2 separate regions of the Mus musculus genome follow, and region 2 is linked to region 1. Evidence: chromatin contacts called from public HiChIP or PLAC-seq data. All regions are on one chromosome and are shown on one strand. The core of a region is the stretch at or near the end of the contact, and the rest is flanking DNA. Distances in the headings are between cores, read along the strand shown.

Evidence for each region. HiChIP or PLAC-seq counts read pairs in DNA pulled down with a chosen protein or histone mark.
Region 2: a contact with region 1 is called in an H3K4me3 HiChIP or PLAC-seq map of pro-B cells, with 9 times the contacts expected there. The contact joins the enhancer-like site here to the promoter of Cd55 in region 1. A contact is called at or near these places in 1 of 39 promoter capture datasets (pre-B cells), 1 of 15 datasets of contacts at CTCF or cohesin (large pre-B cells) and 5 of 115 datasets of contacts at active chromatin or transcription factors (embryonic stem cells, large pre-B cells, pancreatic cancer cells and 1 more).

The regions. Positions count from the first base shown.
Region 1 is chr1:130,459,788-130,464,587 of GRCm38.p6, reverse strand. It overlaps Cd55 (CD55 molecule, decay accelerating factor for complement), which reads left to right and starts at 1,844. Exons shown (of 10, transcript NM_010016.3): 1 at 1,844-2,018; 2 at 2,581-2,766. The coding sequence starts at 1,919.
Region 2 is chr1:131,058,633-131,063,432 of GRCm38.p6, reverse strand. It overlaps Mapkapk2 (MAP kinase-activated protein kinase 2), which reads left to right. Exons shown (of 10, transcript NM_008551.2): 2 at 4,671-4,800. Among named protein-coding and RNA genes, the nearest start is that of Mapkapk2, 37 kb to the left of the region's middle. Within about 2 kb of position 2,547, at least 49 of the 459 cell types and tissues checked have an H3K27ac peak or open chromatin away from gene starts, as enhancers often do. A contact at or near this core is called in pre-B cells and pro-B cells, where this site is marked.

The DNA of each region.
Region 1 (4,800 bases), core at 595-3,094:
AACCACTGCCTGGACAATAAGATAGTTTTGGACACTTGGCTGGGCTCACTGTTCTATCTAGCTATAAAGCTATGATCTTTATTTAACACACATGTAGAGAACTCTTTCAAGGGTTTATGAGTGCTCCCTATCTGATTTTGACTCAGCTAACTACAGCAGGGCAGAAAAAAGTAGTGAATGAGGTCACAGAGAGCTCTCAGGGAATAAATGAAGGTCCATGTGACACCACTTCTGTCACTGCTGGGCCCTGACATGCAAGTGGCACATAAGGAAGGAAGGGTCAAGTTTTTAACAACTATGAGAAGAAACACACTTGATAGTTATGAAACACTCTACCCTTGTGAGACTTAAACTTCAGGATGTTTTTAAGAAATGGCCCTATTGAGGCCAAGTTAACTTGGAACTTCAAAACCCAGGCTAGCCTTTAACCCAAAACCTCTTGCTCTACCTTCCAAGTTTACAGGCATGAGTCGCTAGGGTATGATGTCAACTCCAGAACCCTTAAATACTGTTAGATTTCAACAAACACCTATAAAGCAACCCTTTCCTGTAATCTCGGCAACAGGAAAACACGGTGCTTGGGTAACTAAGTAAGCAAGAATCAGAAGAAAACACTTGTTAAAAACCAGTTTGCTCTTCAAAAGCTCACACTAACCAATAAGGAACCACAAGAAAACTTTAGGAATGGTTATCAGTATATGACAAACACTCCCACAACTGGTCTACCATTGAAGGCTGAGTTTCTGGTGAGGGATTTCACCAGTTGGGTAAAACACCTATATAAAAAGGGAATTCATAGTGGGACACTGCTAACCAGACCCAGACACACAAAGGGGAGCACTTTGGGGCTTTTTACATGAGGGCCTGTGGCAACTTACCTCTGCTTCCTCCCACCTCGACCCTCCCGGTGGGGATTTGCAGGAGACACATGGTGTGGTACATGGCTCTTTACTCTGGATATCACACGCATGTGGGGCTTCATAAACCGGGTTGCACAGTGACCAGCCAATACCAAATAATCCTAATTCCTAGTGCTGTCCTCAAGAGAGGTTCAGTTTATTCCATGCACAGCTTCACCTTCTGCATTCTTTTCTTTCCTTTTCTTTTTCAATTAATTAATTTAATGCTCTGGTGTGATTCCAATGTGTGGATCGCTTTGTTTGTCACTGTTCTTCACACCACGAAATAAATCTTTTTCTTAAGCTCTACTATTTATTCCTGAATTCTATTTCATAGCAGGACTGAAATAATCCCAAAGTCGAATTCAGGTGGTATCCTTGGTCCATATCTATAACCAGGGCTAAGAAGGTGACTCCTCACCCAGATAGGGTCTGAAAAACCTCAGCCAAGCTCCCTAGATCTCTGCATATTGTTTGTGACCGGTTCTGGCAGGCTGATCCCTCCCTGTTTTCTTGGATCCTATCCTATTTTCTGTTTTGACACCATGGTGAGACCTAGGAGACACACTCTTGGTCAGCAGCTCCCACCCTCCCATCTGACATCTTCCAGCTGAAGCCACAGGGGTCCTGGGTGTTTCCCTATTTCTCAGCTCCCTCTGGCTCAGGAATTCCACCGCGCCTACCCTTCCCTTTGCAAGCACTCAGCACACCAGAGTTGGGAGTGTGGGTAGCTTTCTGCTGGAGCAGAGTGCTGACACAGAGTACTGGGGGAGTGAAGCGCCCTCCTTTAGAAGGTACTCCCCCAGACCCCAGACCCCACTCCCGCCGGACAACTAGGTCCCCTGGGTGAAGCTAGAGGCCAGGCACCCGCCCTCATTAATGAGGGAACGCCCTCTTGCACGCAGGCTGCCCCACCCAGGGTGACGAGGGCCCTGCCCCGCCCCGCCACAGCTGCTCAATTAACTGCGGCTCAAAACAGCTCCAGCCGCAGCCGGGCAAGGTCTCTTCTACCTGGGGCTATGATCCGTGGGCGGGCGCCTAGGACTCGGCCATCACCGCCGCCTCCGCTGCTGCCGTTGCTGTCGCTGTCTCTGTTGCTGCTGTCCCCAACTGTACGCGGTGAGTGGCCAATGCGCGACGACCGGCTGGCTGCCCGCCAGGGGGCGCATGCTCAGCAGACATTGTGTCCCAGTAACTGGGGGCTCCGCTGCTGGGTGCCGGCGGCCAGCGGGAGGGATGGGGGTGGAATGCTGGGCTATCTGGGCTGTGACTGGATCCCCTCCGCGATCAGAGACCGTGGCAACACCAAAAGGGAGGGTTGAGTGCGAATCTCCAACCCTGCTCCTGGCTCTTTTATTCTTAAGGTGGAAGCTAGATGGCTGGCCACCTGCGCCGGTGAGAGACTGGTCGCGAGCAGCTACCGGGTGTCTTATCTCGCGCCTTGCTCGCTGCAGTGTTCCTGTGGATATTAAGTAGATTCTGAACGACTCAAGGCGGGTGGGAATTTACTCCCTACTTAGTTTTTGTCTTGTGTTCACGAGAGTCCAAGCATTCCAAGTTCCTGAGGGGCAAGTTCAGCCCTGGCAGGAAGGTAAGAGCCATTGCTGCTTCTCTTGTTCCAGGTCTGGGGAAAGAAAGCTCCTTGCCAACTTCAGTTTTACACCTGCTCTTTTCTTCCTAGGAGACTGCGGCCCACCTCCAGACATTCCTAATGCCAGGCCAATCTTGGGCAGACACTCCAAGTTTGCTGAGCAAAGCAAAGTGGCATACTCGTGTAATAACGGCTTTAAACAAGTTCCAGACAAGTCAAACATAGTTGTCTGTCTTGAAAATGGCCAATGGTCGAGCCACGAAACATTCTGTGAGAGTAAGTTCTTCATTTCTCTTTCTGAAAAGTTTTGGGAATGTGGATCTCGTTGAGGTTATTTTTATGCCTCTTTGGAGTGACTGGTAATTGATAGTTTTCTAGCATTATTAAACCCCAGGGTATACATGTTGGCAGTTTACACTCGAGCTAATTGAAGGCGGTACTTCCTATGGCAAGTCCTGCTTCTTCATTAAGAGTTTTTCTTTCTATTGTACAGGCTAGTAGAGAAAAAAAATGATAGGTACTGTTTAGGGAGTAAATTATATGTGAATATATTTGGCAATTACCCTGAGACACACACCCTGGTGATCTGTCTTGTTCAACTCTATTTTGTTAAGTAATGGATACAAGTCTTGGGAGACATTTTGAGGTCTTACTTCAAAAAAAAAAAATCTGTTGTACATATAGCCCTATGTTATCTTTAAGATATAGTTTTAGGTTGTTCTGGCATATCATCTGAACATTATACTAGACGGTATGTGTACTGACCAGGGTTCTCTATGAAACCCATGGCTTTGTTCTTTTCTTATAAACCTCTATAGCATGTAAGTCTACTAACTACTGTTGGCAGTTAGAACACATTAGCCAGAAAGAGAGGAAGGTTCTCCAGGCTTAAGGCATTACTGTCTGCTATTTATGCTGTATATACATTGTGCACCACGGCTATGCTAATTTTCTTTTAAAAAATCAACATTAGATTACTGTATGTTGCTCAGTCTGGTCTCAACTCCTGGGATCAAAATCCTCCTGCCTCAGCCACTCAAGTAGCTTGAATTATAAGCCATGATACTTGCTTTTCTTTTTTTTCTTTTCTTTTCTTTTCTTTTCTTTTCTTTTCTTTTCTTTTCTTTTCTTTTCTTTCTTTCTTTCTTTCTTTCTCTCTCTCTCTCTCTCTCTCTTTCTTTCTTTTCTTTCTTTCTACAAATTATTATTAAAATTTTTGTTAGAAATTATTATTTCTAACAAAAATAACACGTATAGTATGATAAGCACATGAGCTGGCAACACACAGACTTATCAAATGCTATCTACTCCATGTGATTGTATGTGCTATACTCCTCATGATTTTCATGTACTATGGTTGCTACCCCAGCACCAGGGCAAACTTGTTAGCAAGGAGTTACTTTACATTAGGATGGCCATGATGTTGCTAGGCAACAGGAATATTTCAGTTCCATTGCATTCCTGCAGGCCCCACATTTGTCTATGGGGCCCATCATGGGTCAGAATATTGCTATATAGTGAATGACTGACCACACAAAAGTAAAGATAAAAGCAAGACTTGATTGCTGACTTTGAATGACCTGAATCAGGTGTCTCTGTATTAAATCCAGAATCATTCAAAATTAATTTTTGAAAACACACTAGATCCATCTTCTCATTTGCATTTTCAGCCCTTATACAAGGCAAAAAATAGCCCCTAAACTCTCACCACAGGTATGAAAAGTTTGTAACGGTTCAACAGTATTGATGCATCTAATCCTTCAAGCAACCTCATGAGGGACTCTTCTCTCAATTTCAGAGTTAAAGAATCCTTCTACCAGAAGATGGATAATGTAGGCCAGACCTATACCTCTTAAGCCAAAGAGCCTGGCTCCAAGCTTGATCACTGAGCTAATGAGCAACACTTTCTTGCTGTACTCCTTGCCCCTCTAGAGCTCATTTGCTCAGCTGTTCACACATGATATACTTTATGTACATGGCTGGTTCATCTGACTCTTTTTACCAGGGGCAGTGTGAGGTTCAATGAGTAAGTATGTATAAAACATTTACAAATATTCAGTAAATTCTATTGTTATTGGCACTGGTGTGTGAAAACTTCACAGACTCCTAGTCATTGAAAAATGAAGGTATGAATGTGATTACACTTGATGAACTACGAATACCACAGTCATATTTATTTAAAAATTAATATATAAAGACATAGAGATCCATGCAAAGCAAATAGTTGATGGGAAAAGGGTGGATTAACGACTAGCTATTAGATTGCCTGGATTATAAACTAAGTTCACATTCCTATTTCTCTGTTGCCAT
Region 2 (4,800 bases), core at 1,298-3,797, 600 kb before region 1:
CAGGTGAGATGACACATTGGAAATACTTAGACATTTAATTTGGAGAACTCCAACCATAAGCTATGCCTGCTACTTGAATGTTCACGAAAGAGGTTGCTGAGACTTGCCTACAGTGGCTCCAGGTCCTCCTTTCCTTTTACCCTGAAAAGCTTTGAGGCATCCATGTGGTACAAAAGAAGCATTTGTGGTCCAGAAAGAGGGACTGTGGCCTGGCTTAAGGGAGTGGTGAGTTGGTGCCCCACACAGGGCTTTCCTCCAGGCCCCCAGCTGCCTCCTGGGAATGTAGAGGTCTTGTTTAACAACACAGCAGCGCACTTGGTGCCTGAATTGGACTTGTGCATCACTCTTGGCACCAAGTCGGACTCGGCACATCCCCGCTCCAGCTGTCCCTTTTAAGTGGTGTGTAGAGGGAAACTCAAGGCTGCACCATATCCTGGGTCCCCACTGCCTGGTGTCTAGGGCTATGAATAACCCCTGAGGGAAGTGGGTGTGCCTGGGATTCCAGCTGCCCACCTCAGGGGAACTGATGTACAGGAATAGCAGCCGAGTAATAATAGCAGAACCCTGGTGTGGTGCCTGTCGTGTGCCAAGCTGGTCTTGCTAGTGTGCATTCTTGTCCTTGTTACATGTGTTTAATAGGCTGCCCCCTCAGGCCTGTCATGGGCCTGTTCAGCACATGAGAAGATGGGAGGCACCAGGGGTTAGGATCCCCACTCTCAGTGGAGTTCAGAGCCCCCTCCCTCGTTTTCCAGTGTGTGAGGTCTCTGAGGTATAAAGTATGTGGGGGCAGCTTATTTGTTGCTCCTATTGTCCTCATGTCATGCCATAGGACCAGGCTCCTCTCTGTTCTTTCCTCTTTGGCTTTTGGGTTGACTTAGACTATCTTTTCAGGAGACCCCATGATGGAAGATCTCCTGGAGGGCAGGTAAGGGGGTCAAAGGTGTACAACCAGAGTCTAGGGCCCCTGTTTTTAATCCTGTGCACAATTCCCACACCTCCCTCACTGACCCTACCTAAAACTTCCTCCCTGGGTTGTGGGCTCCATGACCTGATCCTGAACCCTGCATGCCTTTCAGGCCTCCTTGGCCTGTGTACCTTAGTTTGGAACACACATCTTTCGACCTTTTCTGCAAGAGCATTTCAGAGACACCATATAGGGCTGAGTCAAGGCACAGAATTGGTTCGAGGCTTAGCATGGGTATCATGGATTTCAGTTCCTTCCAGGTACACCTTCTCTCAATGCTGTGGTTTTTTTCTTTGTAGGAAAGTCCATCCCCCAGAGCGAAGGTCCTGAGCCCTTTGTTCTCCAGTGTCCTCTCTGCACTGTGGGAATGAGACCTTTCCCATGTGACCCTCCTGGCTGCCCAGCTCTTCCTCAGCTGGGGTGTGCTAGCAGCTTCCTGTCACCTCTCTGCCTGGATGGCTCAGGCCACCTCTCTTGTCTGTCTTTACTTAGCCATGTACTTGAGATCCGTGCATTCTTGCTTTTTCTCTCCAGTGTTCTGTATGCTACACTTGTCTACAAGTGTCTGTGGCACCTCATGGCCCCGCTCTTTGATGTTAACCCGCCCGCCTGCCTGCTATGAAGGCCTTCCATAGCTTCAATTAGTATTCATAACCAGTGAAGGTCTGATAACACTGGGTATACAGGAGGCCCTATCTCAAACAAAACCCCACTAAAACCTCTATACGTATTGTAAAAATCAAGGCTTCTCATAGTTATCCCTAATCTGCCCAACCTAGCCAAGTTTCTAGAGGATAAAACCTAATGAAGTTCATCTCAGTTACTTGTTTTCCTGTAAAATTTTAGTTTTCTCTAAGGATTGAGATTTTCCTAGTCTTTATCCAGTTGACTTCACCTGGAGGAGAGAGGCCTGCCTGCAGCAAGTGCATGCACCCACCTGTCCCACTGTGGAGGTGCAGGGGGGACACAGTTTAGATAGTAAGGCAGTTGCCACACTCCAGAAATTTTCCCTGGAGGAGAGAGCTTGAAAATACATTTACTACTAGGTGAAGGAAGAGAGAGGAGGGATTTGATTAAAGAAATCAAACTTTATTTCACCTGTGGAGAGAAGGCATCAGTATGGAAAGTGTTGGTTTTAGCTTAAGAGAAGAGAACCTTATGTAGAGCTTCTTTGTTTTTGTTGCGTTTATAAGCTGGTCTCTCTATAGTCCAGGCTGGCCTTGGACTTGCTATATTGCCCAGGCTGGCAGAGAACTCCTCCTGCCGGGCCACAAGTGCTGGGAGTATGGGTGTGGCACTACTGGACATGTATTTGCCAGGAAGGATGACCCCACTTCAGCTGGAACTGTTGAGTATGCTGGCCCTAACACTCCTGTCTGTGAGGTGGAACCTGACCCTCCCAGTGCCATGGACGAACCCCGGCTGTGGATAGCAGTGATCCTAAGACAGCTGTGTTCTTGGATCCCAAACCCAGTGTGCAGTCTACGGATCAACTTTCCTCAGAACGCTTGCCTGCACTGTCTGTTGTCTTTACGATTTTGTCTACTTTGGCATCGTGGCCTGAACGTGGGGCCCAACAGCTCCCCAGGGTGTTCATCTCTGATATCTATCTCCTGCCCTCGGATGTGGAGGCAGAGTGAGGGTGTGGGTTCCCCCATGGGATTCTTTTTACTTTTGTTCTGTACTGTGGTGGAGAATGGAAGAGAGACTTGAATTATGAATCTTTCCAGTGCCTGCCTCCGGTGGGTATCTGTCCTGCTGCACTAGCCTGGCATTTCCGATTGTCAGTCTGTTTTGGTTTTGATGTTCAGTGCCATGCGTGGTCTACAGTAGAAGTTCAGTCACTACTTGATTATGTGCACATGGAATTGGCCAGTGTCTCTTTCTGTTCCTCCTACAACATGGGAAAATAAAAATGCACACCCCGTGACCCCCACCCCCCACCCCAACCCCATACAAGCTTGTGCCATGCTCTCATTTGACCACAAGGTGGCAGTGTGACACAAAGCACATGGGAGATAGCTGTCTTCTTTGTGGGTTTCTGCTTGAGAAGTTGCCTCTTTGAAGCCACTTTGAGAAGTTTCAGCCTCTGACAGTTTCTTAGACTCTGAGTGATAGGGTGGAAAGACTTGGAATTTGTCTGTCAGGCCTGATGCAGGCTGTGGCTGTCATCCTAGGAGTTTAGCCTTGGGCAGGCTACTCTCTGAAATGGGTCAACGTGACTATAGCCTGAAAGCACATTAGTGTTATTGGTGGGGATTCCGAGCTTGTCTCTGGCTGTCTGACCCCACTTCCCAGACCTCAGCTCTCTTCTTGGTCTCCCTGCTTGTCCACATTGGCCTCATTCTAGTCAGTGCCCAGTCTCCACCTTATCGAAGGCCCCCCGCGCCTGCCTGCTGCCTGCTTGTCCGTCTGCTCTCTGGCCTGTTTCCCTGCCAGCTCAGACTGCAGAATGTCCAGAGCTGTTGGAGAGTGTGATGTATGGGTAGATCTGTTCAGGTCTTTGTCTTACAGATTTTGGCTTCTGTGCCCTGCATTGAGCAGGCATTCTAGTAAAAATGATAGCTGTTCCTACTGAGCACAGTTTAACCCTCATAGCATAGCTGTGAGCAAAAGTGGCTACTCCACTGTACAAAGCAGAGGTCTGTTAGGATGCCTTTGGTTCTAACAATGGAATTCTCCTAAAAGAGTTTAAACAATCAGGAACATTTTCCATTTATTTATTTGTTTTGCTTTGGAAGCAGGGTCACACTCCCTGGTTTCATTGAGGAGCCACAGTCGGCCCTGAATCCCCACTTTCTTGCCTTGTCTCCTGGTTGTGCCTGGCAGGAAACAGGCTGCTTGGTGATGTCCCAGGGATCCTGGGAGCTGCTGTCTCTCACTGGCTTCTCACTGCTCTGTGGCCAGACCCTTTACTGGGACCATGGTGACAGCATGCTCCTAGCTGCCAGGTGCTGGAGACAGTGTTGGTCCTGTGCTCTTTCTGTGATTGTCTCTCAGTAAATTGCCATCAAAGTTCTTCTGGGCCATTTGGACATTAGGCTTGTTCTTAAGCTAGTCAGTAGCTAAAGGGCGGAAACAAGTAGCTGGCTTAGACTGACCAGAATCCGGCCTTTTAAGGCTGATGAGGGTCCAGCTTGACTTCATGCTCCTGGACACCCAGTCCCAGGAGCAAGAAGGGACATGAGTGTGGCTCAAGGCTGCAACTCTGGCAAGCAGCAGGGTCCCAATCAGCATCGGGCTGACTCCAGAGACCACCGGGCTGAGTCTGCTATAGGTTTGAAGTTTCTGTCCCTGAGGATTCTGGAGTCGCTCCCTTTCTTGTCCTTGAAGTGGTTCCTTTTGTTCTGACTCCGTGGGACACTGTCCTCCAATACTTAACTGCTGCCTCTCCTTCTGTAGACTTCATGCTCTTAGCTGATGGAATGAGAGTTGTCTCAGCTTCCTGTTCAGGCTCTGGAGAGTCAAGCTGAAGTGTTGTGTTGAGTGATTAGAGTCATCTTAGGGTCCTGGAAGGGGAGAGGTTGGGGAAGATGCTGTGAGAGTGACCTTGGGGGGGGGAGAGAGAAAGGAGAGAGAGAGAGAGAGAGAGAGAGAGAGAGAGAGAGAGAGAGAGAGAAAGAAAAAGAAAGAAAACATTTGTAGTGTTGGTGGGGCCAGCTGTTTCTCGTAGCCCTGTGTCACTCAGGAGGTGTTGGCCTTGCAGATGCTCCAGGACTGTCCGAAGGCGCGCAGAGAGGTGGAGCTGCACTGGAGGGCCTCCCAGTGCCCACACATTGTGCACATCGTGGATGTCTATGAGAACCTGTATGCCGGGAGGAAGTGCCTGCTGATTG